Linked DNA regions of Mus musculus: all the other regions are linked to region 3. Evidence: chromatin contacts called from public promoter capture Hi-C data. All regions are on one chromosome and are shown on one strand. Each heading gives the region's core, a stretch centred on a gene start, on an enhancer-like site or on the middle of the called end of the contact. The rest is flanking DNA. Distances are from core to core; before and after follow the strand shown.

Region 1 (3,247 bases), core at 86-2,585, 850 kb before region 3:
CACACTGGTAGGCAGGGGCCTTTGAAGGCAGAGCTCCAGTTCTGGTTCCTGAGCACACTCAGTGGGCCCTGCCATGCCCTTCCAAGGCCATAAACTCTTTAACCCGTCCTATACCAGGTATTCTAGTCACTACAACACTTAACACATAGAAGACTACATCTCAGTTAGATGAAGCTTTCAGAAAGGCAAAGTTCTGGGAATGGAATCAGATCTGGGTGGATGGTGCGGTGGGGACACCGAGAGTTGATGCAGGAAGCAGAGCTGACCTAAGACTTTTCTGACAGTCGGACAACTATCTATAGTTGACTAAAGTAGATTTTACAATCTAAAAATCTGACCCCACCCAAAAAAAACCCTCCTATTTTAAATGTCTAAGATAAAATTTCCTCAATGAACAACTATCTATGACAGTGTTTCCATAAGGTTTAACTAAGAAGAGAAGATCTACCCTGAGCAGACATTGTCACCCCAAGGGCTGGGGGCACGGGCTGAATAAGCAGAAAGCCAAGAGCACCAGCAACCAGCTCCTTGCCGACTGCTTGGCACAGAGCAGGCGCCTCACGCTCCTGCTGCCCTGCCTCCCCCAGCACAATGCCAGCGTTGTACCCTCAAACTGAACCAGAAATGTCCCCTGCCCCGCTTAGCTGGTTTCGTCATGCCAAGCAGGAAAGTAGCCACCACTGGTGCCAGCAGGAATGGTCCACACCGAGGACTAGGCAGACTGTAGCAGGCCGAGCAGAGCCAGCTGCCAGTTTGTGTGATGCGAGTTTTACCACGTCGCAGCTCTGCTCATCCCTTTAACTTTGTCTACAGTTCCTTTCGTGCTCTTAAGGCAGATCCAAGGCTATAACAGTTTCTGTATGAGCCACAAAGCTGGAGAATAGTCACCACCTGGCTCTTTACAGAAAACAAAACAAAAAAAACCTTACCAGCCTTTTGTCTACAACATTATTGGACTTAGGCTGGGTGTGATGGGACGCATCTCTAACTCTAGCTACTTGAGAGGCTGAAGTTGGAGGTTTGACACCAGCCAGGGAACTTAATGAGATCACGTCTCTAGATAAAATTGAAAAGGGGCTGAGGATTGTGCCCAGTGGAGAGTGTTTGCCCAACACGTGCAAAGCCCAAACAGTATCATTTGATTTAACCAGGCAGGCATCATCCTGGCTATATGGTTGATGGTAAATCAGTGGTGGGGTCTGCTGTCCACCAGGAGCAGAGGCTATACTGCTAATACACACGCAGGCTTTTTGTTTGTCACAGAAAACCAAAGAGTTCCCCCAGGGTGCAATGCTCAAGCATGACTCAGCAGATACACCTCTCCAGGATGAGCTGGCAGGAGTGTGGCCTTCCCACCCCAGCATCACCCTGTTAGGCGGGTGGGAGGTGCTCTATATCTTTCCTTTTGTTTTGCGATGCTTCAACAAGAACCTGGAAACAGAGGCTGAGGAGTAGAGCATAGAAAACCATGCTGTCTGGTTGCCCCTTCTGACTGCTTCTGCATATCTGAGTTGATGGATTTTTGTCTAGTAGCCTGGTGCTTTGTTTAGTCTATGACAACTTTAGTGCCCTCAGAGGACTCTGCTTCCTACGTTCATTACAAGGGCAGTCAGTTATTAGCCCTGGAGGTATTTCACTACATGCCATGTGAGCCTCAAGCCACAGATGCCCTTCACAATGGCTAGATGACGGCCGTGCTAGTCAAAGTCACTCAGATAATCCAAATCCTGTCTGCAGGCTTCCTTGCTGGCTATTTTTAGGGCCTTGACTCTATTATAACCAGTACCTCAAAGAGCAAAGCTGCCATCCCGGATGCGAGGAAGCAGGGCACTAATTATTAGTGTCATAAGTTTAGTTCTCAAGAGGCTGGTACTGGAGGGAGGGCTTTGTTAAGGGCCTGTGGTCAGGCCCTACTCACGGTGCCTAATTCACAGAAGGAAAATGTGGTTCCAGGAAAGCAGATAACTCCACGTCCACCTGAGCAAGACCAGACTGTGACTCTTCCTGGGATGGGGACGGGCAGGTGTGTGTGTGTGGGGGGGGGGGGGGTGTAAAGACTACACGACTTTCAGAACTGAGCCGTGATGTTCGGGGCTGCTTCTGCAGGCTTACCTGAGCAGCCTTACCTGAATATCATCCATGGGCTGGGGGCAATCCTCGTGCTCTGTCCTATCCCGGTAGGCCCCCATCTCTGTATTCACCACCTCTCTGTTAGCCAACATCAGGACGCTCATTGGTTCCCTCGGGCGCACCTGTGAAGGCGCCGCGTCCTTTACTACACTGGTCCCCTTCGGATTTCCAGTCACCTGTACTGTAGACACACCAATGTAAAGATCTTTGGCACTCCACTTTACTACAGGCTGAGATGCAGACGCTTGGGATGCTGCAGTCTCTGGAGTGGGAGGGGCGGCTTCCCGGCTGTACTCCCTCACTCCTTCACTGGGGCTGATTGTCTCGGGGGAAGGCTGCTTAGACCTAGGGCTCTGCTTCCTGATATTTGGCTGCTCCAGACTCAGTGCAGTGCAGAGCAGCTTCTCCTGCCTTGCCTGGAAGGACTCGGGGTTCAATTTATGCTTTTTGGGAGCCGGATAATCTTTGTGGCCCTCAGTGCTGTAGTAATTAGAGGGTTCAGACCGAGGTCTTCTCAGCTCTGAAAAGTACAGTAGAAAGGACAGTCAGGTCAGGTGATGAAAGTAGGAATCCCTAAAGAATTAACACTTTATGCCTGGGAGATAAGGAGGGCGAAGCTGGAGCGCAAGGCATGTTCCTGAGGTATAAATACTCCCTAGCAGCCTAGACTGCTCAGACAATCCTCCGCCAAAAGGATTCGTTTCCTGTACAAACAGACTTTCCATATTGGGAGGAGCACTACTTTTAAAGGAAAATCAGAAGCAATAAGTAGCCCCCTCCCACCAAACCCTTAAATGTTTCCTACAGACTCTTCTAAGGGAAGCTGCAGACAGCCAATGGGGAGCCGGCAAGTTCCGAGATGAAACCCTTGTGAATCTGTACCTGGATTGGTGCTCGCAATGACAGTGACTCCTTTGGGTATTTCTGGAGGGCTCATGGCCTCCCTCTGCCACTGGGCCATCCAGCTGTCTGTGGTTGGCTCTTCGCTTGGGGCACAGTGGATCCGGGAGGCCTGTCCCAACTGGGCCTGCTCATCTCTCTGCAGGTGTTCCAGACACTCTGCTAACTTCACGTGGCCCCTCGACCTGGCAATTCCCAAAGGCAGCCGTCCCAGAGA
Region 2 (3,423 bases), core at 663-3,162, 750 kb before region 3:
CACACACACACACACACACACACACACACACACACACACACAATTTGGGACATGAGAGTAAACTTCTAAGAACATAGATCCAAGATTTTATTTGTGACCAAAGTTCACAGGGTGAACTTGCCACTGAGATACACATCATCTCTCTGTCCGTACGTCAGGTTAGCAGGGAAAGACGCTGCCACATGGTCTGGGCACCTTGCATGTGCCTGATCTGAAGCAGCCTTGTATTATCTGCAGTTAGTACCTGGGATGGTGGCTAGCCCTCTGGGTTCTTTATATATACTGCATCTCCTGTGTGCCCCACGGCATTGTCACATAGCACCAAAGTTACTCTGTCCTTCGAAGTTTTGTGTTCCAATGCTTTCTCGGCAACAACAAATTTCTGCACGCTAGAGCTGTTGCTGAGACAAATAAGCCTGGTCTGAATGTAAGCACTGTGATCCCAGGACAGCTGATCTGATACACAAGACCGTTAACTGAGTGACTGACGGGCACGACTCATAGACGTGTGGATGGGATACAGGGAGAGAGGAATCATGTGCTGGGTGGGATGCCGTGAACTTTCATCATGATATTCAGGACAGTGTGCAACTTAGAATGTATGCGCTTCCTGTTTCTGGAGGCTCCTACTTAATGCTTTTTGAGTCACAGTTGGACATGGTTGTCTGAAAGCAGACACTGGAACTGTGGTCAAGGGTTAGCTACAGAACTGGAATAAGAAGCAGAGGGTAGAGGACTCTTTTGGGTACTCATCATAGCTCTTAATGGTGTCCCATCATTCCACAGGGCACAGAAAGGATGCCTGAGACCAATTCAGGCAGAGCTATGTAGGCACTCAGTCTACATGGGAACAGGTCAATAGGCTCCTGGAGCTTTCCGTATGTATTGCCTGATTCTTTGCTGACACACCCTTCCCCCTTGGCCTGCTAGATGCCCACCTACACCAGCTCACACATCCATACACATCCATCTTAGAGACTGTCACCTCCCTCCTTCAACATTCTAGGGAGCAAGAGACTTTAGCCCCAGGAGAAAGCCCTGTGCAACCCTCCTGCACTCACTCCCTTGCGTGGGTACTGCACTTTCAGCACTCTGGACAGAGCACAGGACAGCCATCCAGTCTTGCCCAGTTGGCATTGGAGGGGAACTGGTAGAAGAGGCTATTGGGTATGAAGGACTACAGAAAGACTTTTGGCTGTAACTATGTGAATATCAGTTGCTTTGATGCCAGGAAAACAGATCCTCAGCAGCCTTGGAGATCAAGGTCAAAGTTGCCAAAACAGCCCAGGGTGAGAATCTTGGCTCCCAGCAGCTCCCACAGGAAGGGCTATCACAGAACGATCAGTGCATATCACATCTAGTCCCCAGAGCTCAACCCTCCACATTTGGGGAGTGTCACTCCAGGTGACATCTGCATAGTGGCAAGACTTATTCCAAAGACAGATTTATAATAAACAGCCTCATTTTATAGAGCCCCAAATATTTGCACAAAAATGAGCCCTGTGTATAACTTGCTCCATTTATCTTTCTGCTGTCACTGAGTGTATCTTTATTTTATTACTGTATCCTCCAGTCCCTCCAGCTTCCAAGTGTACCTCTCATTTCCAAAGTCACTGTCATTCAGGCAGTCTTGTCTTCAGCTTCCTTCACCTCTCTCCTTCTGTCTGCTAGGGCCCTACCCACACCCGCTCATCCAGCAGCCTCTCGGGGTACCCCTCCTTCCCCATCAAGAGCATCCCTCCTCCAGTCACTCATTCCCTGGGGCAACGCCTTCTTTTCAGCACTCTGGACAGAGCTCCCGGAGGCTGCGTTTTGACAGACTTTAGCCTTGCAGGCCCAGGCTGCCCTGTGCAGAGCAATTTGAGATGCTGCTCCCTCCTTCCTCCACTCTTAGCATTACCAGCGTTATGAAGTAAACCCCAAGTGGTTTCTAACCTCCACGGCTACCCAAGACACAGGCTCAGTAATAGAGCGAGCAGTGTATGGAAAAAGGAGCGATTTTAATTTCAAAGTTCTGCTGACATTCATCGAGTACTCTCAAGGTTTATATAAACAGAACGCCCCGCTTGAAATATCACTTTGAATTCTGTCGGTGCCATCACGCCTCTAATAGGCTGCTGTTTTGGTTCCTCTCAGCAATGTGAGCCTTTGTGTTTTAATATTCAGAGGCACAAGGAAGCAAGAAAATTATAGCTGGGAAGCCCAGGCTTGGTTCTTCATCATCCAAGTTAAATTTGGCTGAATGGAGGGAAAATATCCTTTTAAAAGGGATGGTGAATGGGAATAATAATCTCTTACATTTACAAAACACTACACATTTTCAAAGCCCTCTCACGTTCATTATCTTGTTAGATTTCCCTAGCAATCTGGTACAGAGCACCCCACAGATAGTATAGGGGGTGCCAGATATGGTGGCAGGTCTTGGAAGACGACAGTGAAGAAAGAAACTGAGGCTGGGCTGTCAGTGACTGGCTGGTCAGTCTGTGGTGTCAAAAATGGTCCGGGTTGGCCAAGGCCAGGACTTGACAACATCAACATATCTCTTGGCATGCAACCTCCTCTGAACCTCCCCCACATCTGCAAAGTGACTTTTCCCCTCTCCTCCTGTCAGACAGACATTCTCCAAACCAAGCAGCGTTGAGGATGTCTCGCCAGGGTCTCTTCTTTTTTTAGGAGACCTAATGTTCACAGCATAAAGGAGAGACTGACTACTAATGGGCAGTAATTTTTTTCTTTTTCTTTTTCTTTTTTAGTGAGCACTGTTTGTCCTAGAAGTGCCTGTCCCTTGATCTGCATTGGTTCAGGTGACCTTTGCAACTCTGGGATGTGGGCAGCCCCTGTTGTGGTTAGGCTGCTGCATGTTGCAGTATGGTCAAGGAGCCAGCTGTTTGTCATCCTGAGATGTGCTTCCTATTTGTCTCCAACAACAATGCCCAACTTCACTGAGAGGGAGGATTTGGGTGGGGACGGAGCTTGCATCTCTAAGGGCCAAATTCTTGGTCTCCTGTCTTCTGATCCTGGCTTGGGGACCAGAACTCTGTGAATCTAACTAACATCCTGGGTCCCAAGACTTCCTCTTTGCTTCCATTATCTGTGGGATGAAATCTCTGCCTCAATGTATTCTGTCAGTGGCCCAGGCATTCACACAACAGTGCCACTACTCAAGCAAGTGGGCTGTGGTAAGGATAGGTGGCAGATGAGTGAATAAATGAACAGTGAGTGAATTAGGGGAGAATTTAACTCTTCATTTCAGTGTGTGTGTTCGCATTGTGCATGTATGTATGCATGTGTGAACATCCATGCATGTGTGTGTATGTATGTGCGTGTATGTATGTATGTGTGTATGTGTGTGCATGCATGCATGTGTGTATGTATGAATGTGTATGTGTGTATGTGTGTGCATGCATTGCACATATGTATGCA
Region 3 (3,396 bases), core at 281-2,780:
CTCTCCTATCTGCAGACAGGTGTCGGGGTCTCCCAGGATACCAGCTTATGACGGGCAAGCGGATGGCTGTGTGGAGGAACAACAAGGACCCCTGAGAAAAGACTCAGGTCATGTGAACCAACAGGTGGAGGGGCCTACGCTGCTGCCCACCACTTGATAACATAATTTCAAAGACACTTAAAATATTTAGATTATTGTAACCAAGACGTTTTTAATAAGGCACCAAACAGCAGGCACCAGGTTGAAATCAATTAGACTCCACTGCTAAATTATACAGGAGAAATTTCCAGCAGAATGGCTCTGAGGTAGGAACCACAGGTATATATGCACGCCAGACGCAATTAAGAACCAAATGGATATTGCCTCCTCATTTATGCGGCAGGGAAAAAAAAAAAAAAAAAAAAGGCCAGGTGCTCCTACATTCAGGGCAATGGTTAAGAAAAGACAAAACATGACAGAAACAGAAGATAAGGCAGCCTCTGTGGACCACAAAGGGTGTAGGTAACCACTTTGAAGGTTTCCTGAGCACACATAAGTCAGCAAGTGGGTCCACCAGCGGCTTCCCTTGTGGGTGGGCCCCGGGAGAGATGCGTGCCTGGGCTCAGGGTGGCTTTACAACAGACTCCAAAACAGGGGAAGGAGCTCAGCCATCCCGGGTTCGCCGCCACCCAGAACCTGGGCCATAAGGGTCTTATGAGTGTGGTGCGGCCCTGTTGAATACTAACCCTGCCCATACAGATACACACACACCACATAACCCCATCACTTTCACAGCCGTAAACACACACACAATATGTCCACTCACACCCACACCCCCACTCACACACATACACTGACCCACACTTGAACACACATTTATAAACACACATCCACAACCCCACACATACACCACAACCCCACTCACACCCCCACCACACTCTCACAAACCCCATACGTGCTCATACACACACACACACACACACACATATCCCACACTCTCACACATCCCACACTCTCATACACACACACCACACCCCCACTTAAACACACGGGACACCCCCACTCATACACCCCACCCCACTCATACCCTCATCACACTCTCACAAACCCCACACACGCTTACACACACACACACACACACACACACACTTACACACAACACTCTCACGTACACCTTACACCCTCATACACACATCCCATGCATCCACTCATACACAAACACCACACACTCGTACACACACACATGCTTGTGTACACACCCACACATGCTGGTACACACATACACAGGTTTCACACACACACACACACACACACACACACAGACTGCACACACACACACACACACACACACACACACACACACACACACACACACACGAGAGGCTGGTATACATATACACCTCCCAGCTTCCGGCCTCGGCCGCGCGGGGGCGCAGTGCGCAGGCGCGTCCCAAGGGCTGCTGTGCGGCTCCGGGCCGCCAGGGGCCGCTGTGACGTGGGCGGGAGGCGCGCGGGAAGCGCTACGCAGCGCCGGACCCTCTTAACCACGGCCTCGCCGGTTTGGCGGGGTGAAAGGTTGCGAAGATGGCGACGGCCTTGAGCGAGGAGGAGCTGGACAATGAAGACTATTACTCACTGCTGAACGTGCGCAGGGAGGTGAGGCCCGCGGCGTGGCGTCGGCGAGGCTGAGGCCCGGCTCGGTGGTTCTGGACGGTCGGACGGGCGGCTCTGGCCCCGCAGCCGCCCCGGCAAGGCCACGGCCCGGCCCGGAGGCCGCGTGACCCCGCCGCCGTGTGCGCCTGCCAGCCGTCGAGCTGCCCGCACCGCCGCGACCCTCGCGCCCCGGCGCGGGTCCAGCGTCTGCCTGGCGCTCCGCGACCCGTGCATGGCGTGCACCGTGCCCAGGCCTGGCCCGGACCCGGACCCACGTACTTGCCGGAAGGGGGACGAGGACCCCGGGGCAGCCGCTGCAGTGGGGAACCAGGTCCCACGCTTCCCCTACATACTCCTACCCTAGGCTAGAGGGTAGGGTCATCAGCCTGAGCCAGGAGCTGGGCGATCGCAGCCCTGGACAGCAAGGTCAAGGCCACAGGGAGCCTCTCCAGGGTTCGGTCGGACCCTCAATCGCTGGTGCTTCCGAAGCAGAGGCTACCCTCCCAGGCTGGCGTTCGTGTCCTCCTCCGATCCCTTGAGCCTTTGCCCAGAAATCAGAGAGCAAGACCTCTCCAGCCTCGACTCGGGGGCCGTGGATGAGCAAGAAGTGCTAGGCCAGAGACGCACCGGCGCTCTGACCGCACTTCAGCATCCAGTGCTTGCCAGTGGATTCACGCGGTCTCCTCGAGAATAAAAAGTCACCCTTGAGGTCCGCACTGTCTGGCACGTGTATACCTCGCATACGTTCTTGTTCTCTATGGCTAGTCCGCACTTGAGCTCCGTCAGAGAAGGGTTCCCGGAAAGGCTTCCAAGGTCAGGTCACGAAAGGCATTCGAGAGGTCTGTGGCTGCTGGGTCCAAGTTGTCAGTCCTTCCACACAAGTCCCAATCCTGTCTTTTAGGGTTTCTGGTAAAGATCAAAAGTAAGGGAATTGTGCTAGCCTCAGCAAAGCTAACCCAGTTGCCAGTAAAAGTTGGTCTGTGTGCTAATAACCAATATCTTTCTGAGTGTTTTCTGCACAGCCACCTGCTGAAAGAACTGACTCAGTGTCTCTTTAAATTGTGATAGGCGCTCTCATAACAATCCAGTATGAATGAGTATATATGTATGTATACATATATATGTGTGTGTGTGTACATACATATGTGTGTATATATGTATGTATACATATATACATGTGTATATATATATTCAATCCAGTAATTATAATCGAGGGAACAAACAGGTGCAATTCGTCCCTGGGCAGTCTAACTCCAGAAACCCAGCTCTTGAACTCTACTGCCTCAGTTTACCATTCCACATACAGCAAAGCTCTTTGTCTCTATACTGTGCCCTGTATCAGCCACTGCTTACCACAGAAACTCCTCCAGGAAACGTTTCCTGGACTTCCAGGTTAGCAGTTGAATGAAACTGTAGGTTTTCCCCTGAGTTGTTTTGTTTTTGTTTGTTTTTTTTCTGCCACAGGGCCTGACACAGTGTAGTGCTGGCAAGAACTCACTGTGTAGACCAGGCTAGCCTTGAACTCGCAGCGATCTGGCTGCCTCTGCCACTCAAATGCTAGGAATAAAGGCCAGAGGCACAAGGCCCAGACATTTCCTGGTTCTTGAAGAAGCAGAGTGGTAAAAGGAACCGACCTTTCTGAGATGGGTTTGCTGTTTTCTTTCCTTTTAAATCTCTGAGTTCTGACTAGTCTGGGTTGTTAGCAATTGAGCCGCCATTCTTTACCCATTTGCCAGAGCTACTGAACCTCTACCGGTCCAGGTG
Region 4 (3,135 bases), core at 421-2,920, 580 kb before region 3:
GAGTGCCATTCTTGTTCTCCGTTTGTGTATGACTAGAAGCATTTCTGCAGTGAGACGACGGCATAGATAAACAAGGCCCAAGGGAACCCTTTGCTGGTGACCTTGGGGTATTTATCCAGTCTCTCCACTAGCACTCTAAAGTCTGGGGACTCAGTGCTCATTTCTAGTCCAGACAGGTGGAGCAAGCAGGTGGAGACCCTACCTGGTGCTGTGCCCCCTTCACCAAGGAAGATCTCACACAGGCCTGGAGCCACAGCTCTGCCTGCAATCCTCTAAATCCTGCCCCTCCAACCCTACCACATCCTCCACCCCCACCATGTTTGTTGTCAGAGAGCACCTGGCTTAGGGAGCAGGCTCCAGAGGCTTTTAGAGGTCGTTCAAAGGCCAGGATGATTGGAAAAGTCAGATCTTGAAGGTCACAGACCCACTCCAGACTTACATCTCTTGCCTGGAATTCAGGCCTCAGAATCTATGGCTGTCCTCTAGCCTGGGTGACATGGGGTCGTGTATCCTTTAATCAAAGGAAGCAGACCAACAAGATGGGATGAGGCCAAACCTCCAGCTGCTCAGGGCAGGAACTCAGATTAACACCCCAGCAAGCTTGCCTATCTCTGCCAGGTGGGGGTCCCTTGGCATTGTAATTGCCTAGACCAATGTCCTTACGTGTGTCTACCTCAGATCCACAATGGCAACCAGGAAGTGCATGAGGCTGGTTACCATGGAAACCATTTCTCTTTGAAGTGGGACTTTGCTTTTGTATGGTGAGGTGATCCATGGGGCCCCATAGTCACTGAATGTGGCCAGTGGTGGGATGGAGGGGCTTGTGGTAGATGAGAGAAGGTTTTCTTCTAGTTAGGGAACTGAGAGGAGTGCGTTTTATCTTCTCCTAGAGGTGGTTCAATGACCCCCTTTTCACAGGTCACCAAAACTCAATCCCCCTACCCCCAAGAAGTGGGTCAGGTTCCAACCTGTGTCCTCTGACTACAGAACCTTCTAGAAGCAGATGGCTCTACCGAGGGGTCATCTAGCTTTGACTACACAGGAGCACAGACAGAGGACCTGGGGATCTGTCTTCAGGTCCAGCTCAGGTCCGTGGCTAGGCTGGTGTCTGTCTGCTGGTCTGACAGTAACTCTAAAGTTAATAAGAAGCCCAAAGGGCTTCTGAGCACCCCACCCCCAGCATCTGGGAGCCCAGACCCACTGTTCAGCCTCCCTATTCCCTTCCCTGATAACGACACCTTCTGAAGGTAACACAGCAGCCATTTCTACAGCTGGAGGGACTCTCTGGAGCCAGGACTCCATTCCTAGGCATCTGACATTCCCACCCCATCTTCCCTTCTGCTCAGGAAGTCTGTAACGCAGCAAATTGCTTCTGTGCTTGGGGGAAAGCAGCTCTTCAGACCTTCTCCATCCTTGTCCACCGCACCCTCCCCTCTGCTCCTGTTCCCTCTGCTGAGCCTGTTCCACCTAAGACTGCAACAATCCCCCTTTTGTGTTCCATAAGAACTTTCTGCATTTCCAATCGGAACCATTACTCCTATTTCCCCTCTCAGCAGTCGGTGAATTCTCAGATACGGAGCAAACAAGGCTCCAGAGTATGCACACGGGCACAGGCTTTGCCCAGCCCTCAACTGGAAGCTGAATAAGGCTCTGTTAGAATGTTGTCTGCAGAGGAAAGAGGCTTGGAGCAAGCATTTGCTTGCTGTCTGTGCTGAGATGGGCTGTTTTCCATCGGGGATCCAGCCGTTTCCTGGGCAATTTATCAATGACATGTGCTAATTCTGGGCTCGCACCGGAGGCTGCGGTTTGCCAGTGGGGCTGGAGGCAGCTTTGAGAGGCTTCTCCCTTCGAGGGGCCATCGGTCAGAACCCCTCTTGCTCTTATGGACTTTGCCAAGCTCAGAGCAGCCAGTCGGCCCCGCTCAGCCCATCCGTGGGAGCATTCTTTATTACCCAAGGAAATTGAGGATGCCCAGTGGTGAGGGAGGAATAAATCATTGTTCCCAGCTAAATGGAGTGGTGCAGATCTTCTGAGCACGCCGCCTTTTATCAACAGTGCAAATAACGAAGATTCCATGCGCCGAGAACAATGAAATGAGCCACCGCACTATTGATGGGGTATTTGTACAACTCTGTGAGTTATGTTTCCAAACCAGGCTCTATTAAAGATGCAGAACCCCTTTCAGAAGCACAAAGACTAATAACGCCCTCCAAATAATTTATACATTCCCCACAAGGCAAGAAAAGAAAAGTTGTCTGGAGACCAGAGATCGCTGTTTGGCATTTCCCAGCTCCTGTGCCCTCTAGGTCTCTGGTCAGCTTTAGGAGTGGCATCTCCAGAGGGCCAATTCCCCAGCTCCTCTGATCCCCAGTTCCCCCAGATCTTCAGGTAGAGGGGACAGGAGCAGGTAGAGGTAGAGAATGAACCATTCCTCCTGCCTACGTTCAGAGTCTGTGCCTACTCTGTACCTCATTCAGTCTCAGCAGTTCGGTATTCTGGGAACCAGGACAGCTAAAACCCACCAAGAGTAAGACCCTTTAATGGTTAAACCTTAGCACTGCTCCCCACCCAGGCTTCAGCTGCGCTTCTCAACCCCAGCAAACGACATCCCCCCGTCCCCCAGTCTCCTCCTGCTACCACATACACAGGGGATTTTTTGGCAAAGGATTAAAGACAAGACTAGAGGCTAAAGGCTAGAGGGGACTGGGATAAGTGGGGACATCCTGAACAGCACAAGACAGTCCCTCCAAGAAAGACCCTCCTTGTCCCATAAGTATTGACAATGCCAAAGCAAGAAGCCCTGGGCATAGGAGTGGCCATTCTATAGGCTCTGAGAGTCCTGCTGGTTCTGTGTGGATAGAAGGAGATAGCTCAGCTTGTGAGGCCTCCACCTGTGACACCCAAGGCAGGACACAAGCCCCACCAAGCTAACCCAGGATAGATTCAACAGGGGGTGGCTCCTGATATGCCTGGTGCAGCTCCTAGAGACTCCTTTGGGGTTCAGTCTTGGGTTCCACGGCTATAAGTCTCATCCCTCTGGGCCCCCTGCCTATGCAGTAGAAGTAATAAGAACCCACTGACAACACAGGCTGCTGTGGGTATTGAATCAGGTCTTATGTGCAAAGCAGGCACAAA

The links. Promoter capture Hi-C pulls out the DNA fragments that hold promoters and counts their contacts.
Region 1: a contact with region 3 is called in a promoter capture Hi-C map of embryonic stem cells, with 5 times the contacts expected there. The contact joins the enhancer-like site here to the promoter of Dnajc11 in region 3. A contact is called at or near these places in 14 of 39 promoter capture datasets (the 3T3-L1 cell line, 3T3-L1-derived adipocytes, the C10 cell line and 9 more), 3 of 484 Hi-C or Micro-C datasets (the G1E-ER4 cell line and cerebellum) and 1 of 115 datasets of contacts at active chromatin or transcription factors (embryonic forebrain).
Region 2: a promoter capture Hi-C map of second pharyngeal arch cranial neural crest shows a contact between it and region 3, with 4 times the contacts expected there. The contact joins the enhancer-like site here to the promoter of Dnajc11 in region 3. A contact is called at or near these places in 7 of 39 promoter capture datasets (the 3T3-L1 cell line, cranial neural crest, embryonic stem cells and 4 more), 5 of 115 datasets of contacts at active chromatin or transcription factors (embryonic basal ganglia, embryonic forebrain, embryonic hindbrain and 2 more) and 1 of 9 other capture datasets (embryonic stem cells).
Region 4: a promoter capture Hi-C map of hippocampal neurons shows a contact between it and region 3, with 2.8 times the contacts expected there. The contact joins the enhancer-like site here to the promoter of Dnajc11 in region 3. A contact is called at or near these places in 4 of 39 promoter capture datasets (3T3-L1-derived adipocytes, cranial neural crest, embryonic stem cells and 1 more) and 1 of 115 datasets of contacts at active chromatin or transcription factors (embryonic forebrain).

Annotation. Positions count from the first base shown.
Region 1 is chr4:151,081,551-151,084,797 of GRCm38.p6, forward strand. Camta1 (calmodulin binding transcription activator 1) reads right to left here. Exons shown (of 24, transcript NM_001081557.3): 15 at 3,013-3,247; 16 at 2,127-2,650. Among named protein-coding and RNA genes, the nearest start is that of Gm13090, 6.4 kb to the right of the region's middle. Within about 2 kb of position 1,336, at least 27 of the 459 cell types and tissues checked have an H3K27ac peak or open chromatin away from gene starts, as enhancers often do. A contact at or near this core is called in the HPC-7 cell line and embryonic stem cells, where this site is marked.
Region 2 is chr4:151,184,854-151,188,276 of GRCm38.p6, forward strand. The region is part of intron 6 of Camta1 (calmodulin binding transcription activator 1); the gene reads right to left. Among named protein-coding and RNA genes, the nearest start is that of Gm52711, 28 kb to the left of the region's middle. Within about 2 kb of position 1,913, at least 32 of the 459 cell types and tissues checked have an H3K27ac peak or open chromatin away from gene starts, as enhancers often do. A contact at or near this core is called in second pharyngeal arch cranial neural crest, where this site is marked.
Region 3 is chr4:151,932,190-151,935,585 of GRCm38.p6, forward strand. Dnajc11 (DnaJ heat shock protein family (Hsp40) member C11) reads left to right here and starts at 1,531. Exons shown (of 16, transcript NM_172704.3): 1 at 1,531-1,635. The coding sequence starts at 1,564.
Region 4 is chr4:151,353,976-151,357,110 of GRCm38.p6, forward strand. All of the region lies in intron 5 of Camta1 (calmodulin binding transcription activator 1), which reads right to left. Among named protein-coding and RNA genes, the nearest start is that of Gm30344, 100 kb to the right of the region's middle. Within about 2 kb of position 1,671, at least 17 of the 459 cell types and tissues checked have an H3K27ac peak or open chromatin away from gene starts, as enhancers often do. A contact at or near this core is called in hippocampal neurons, where this site is marked.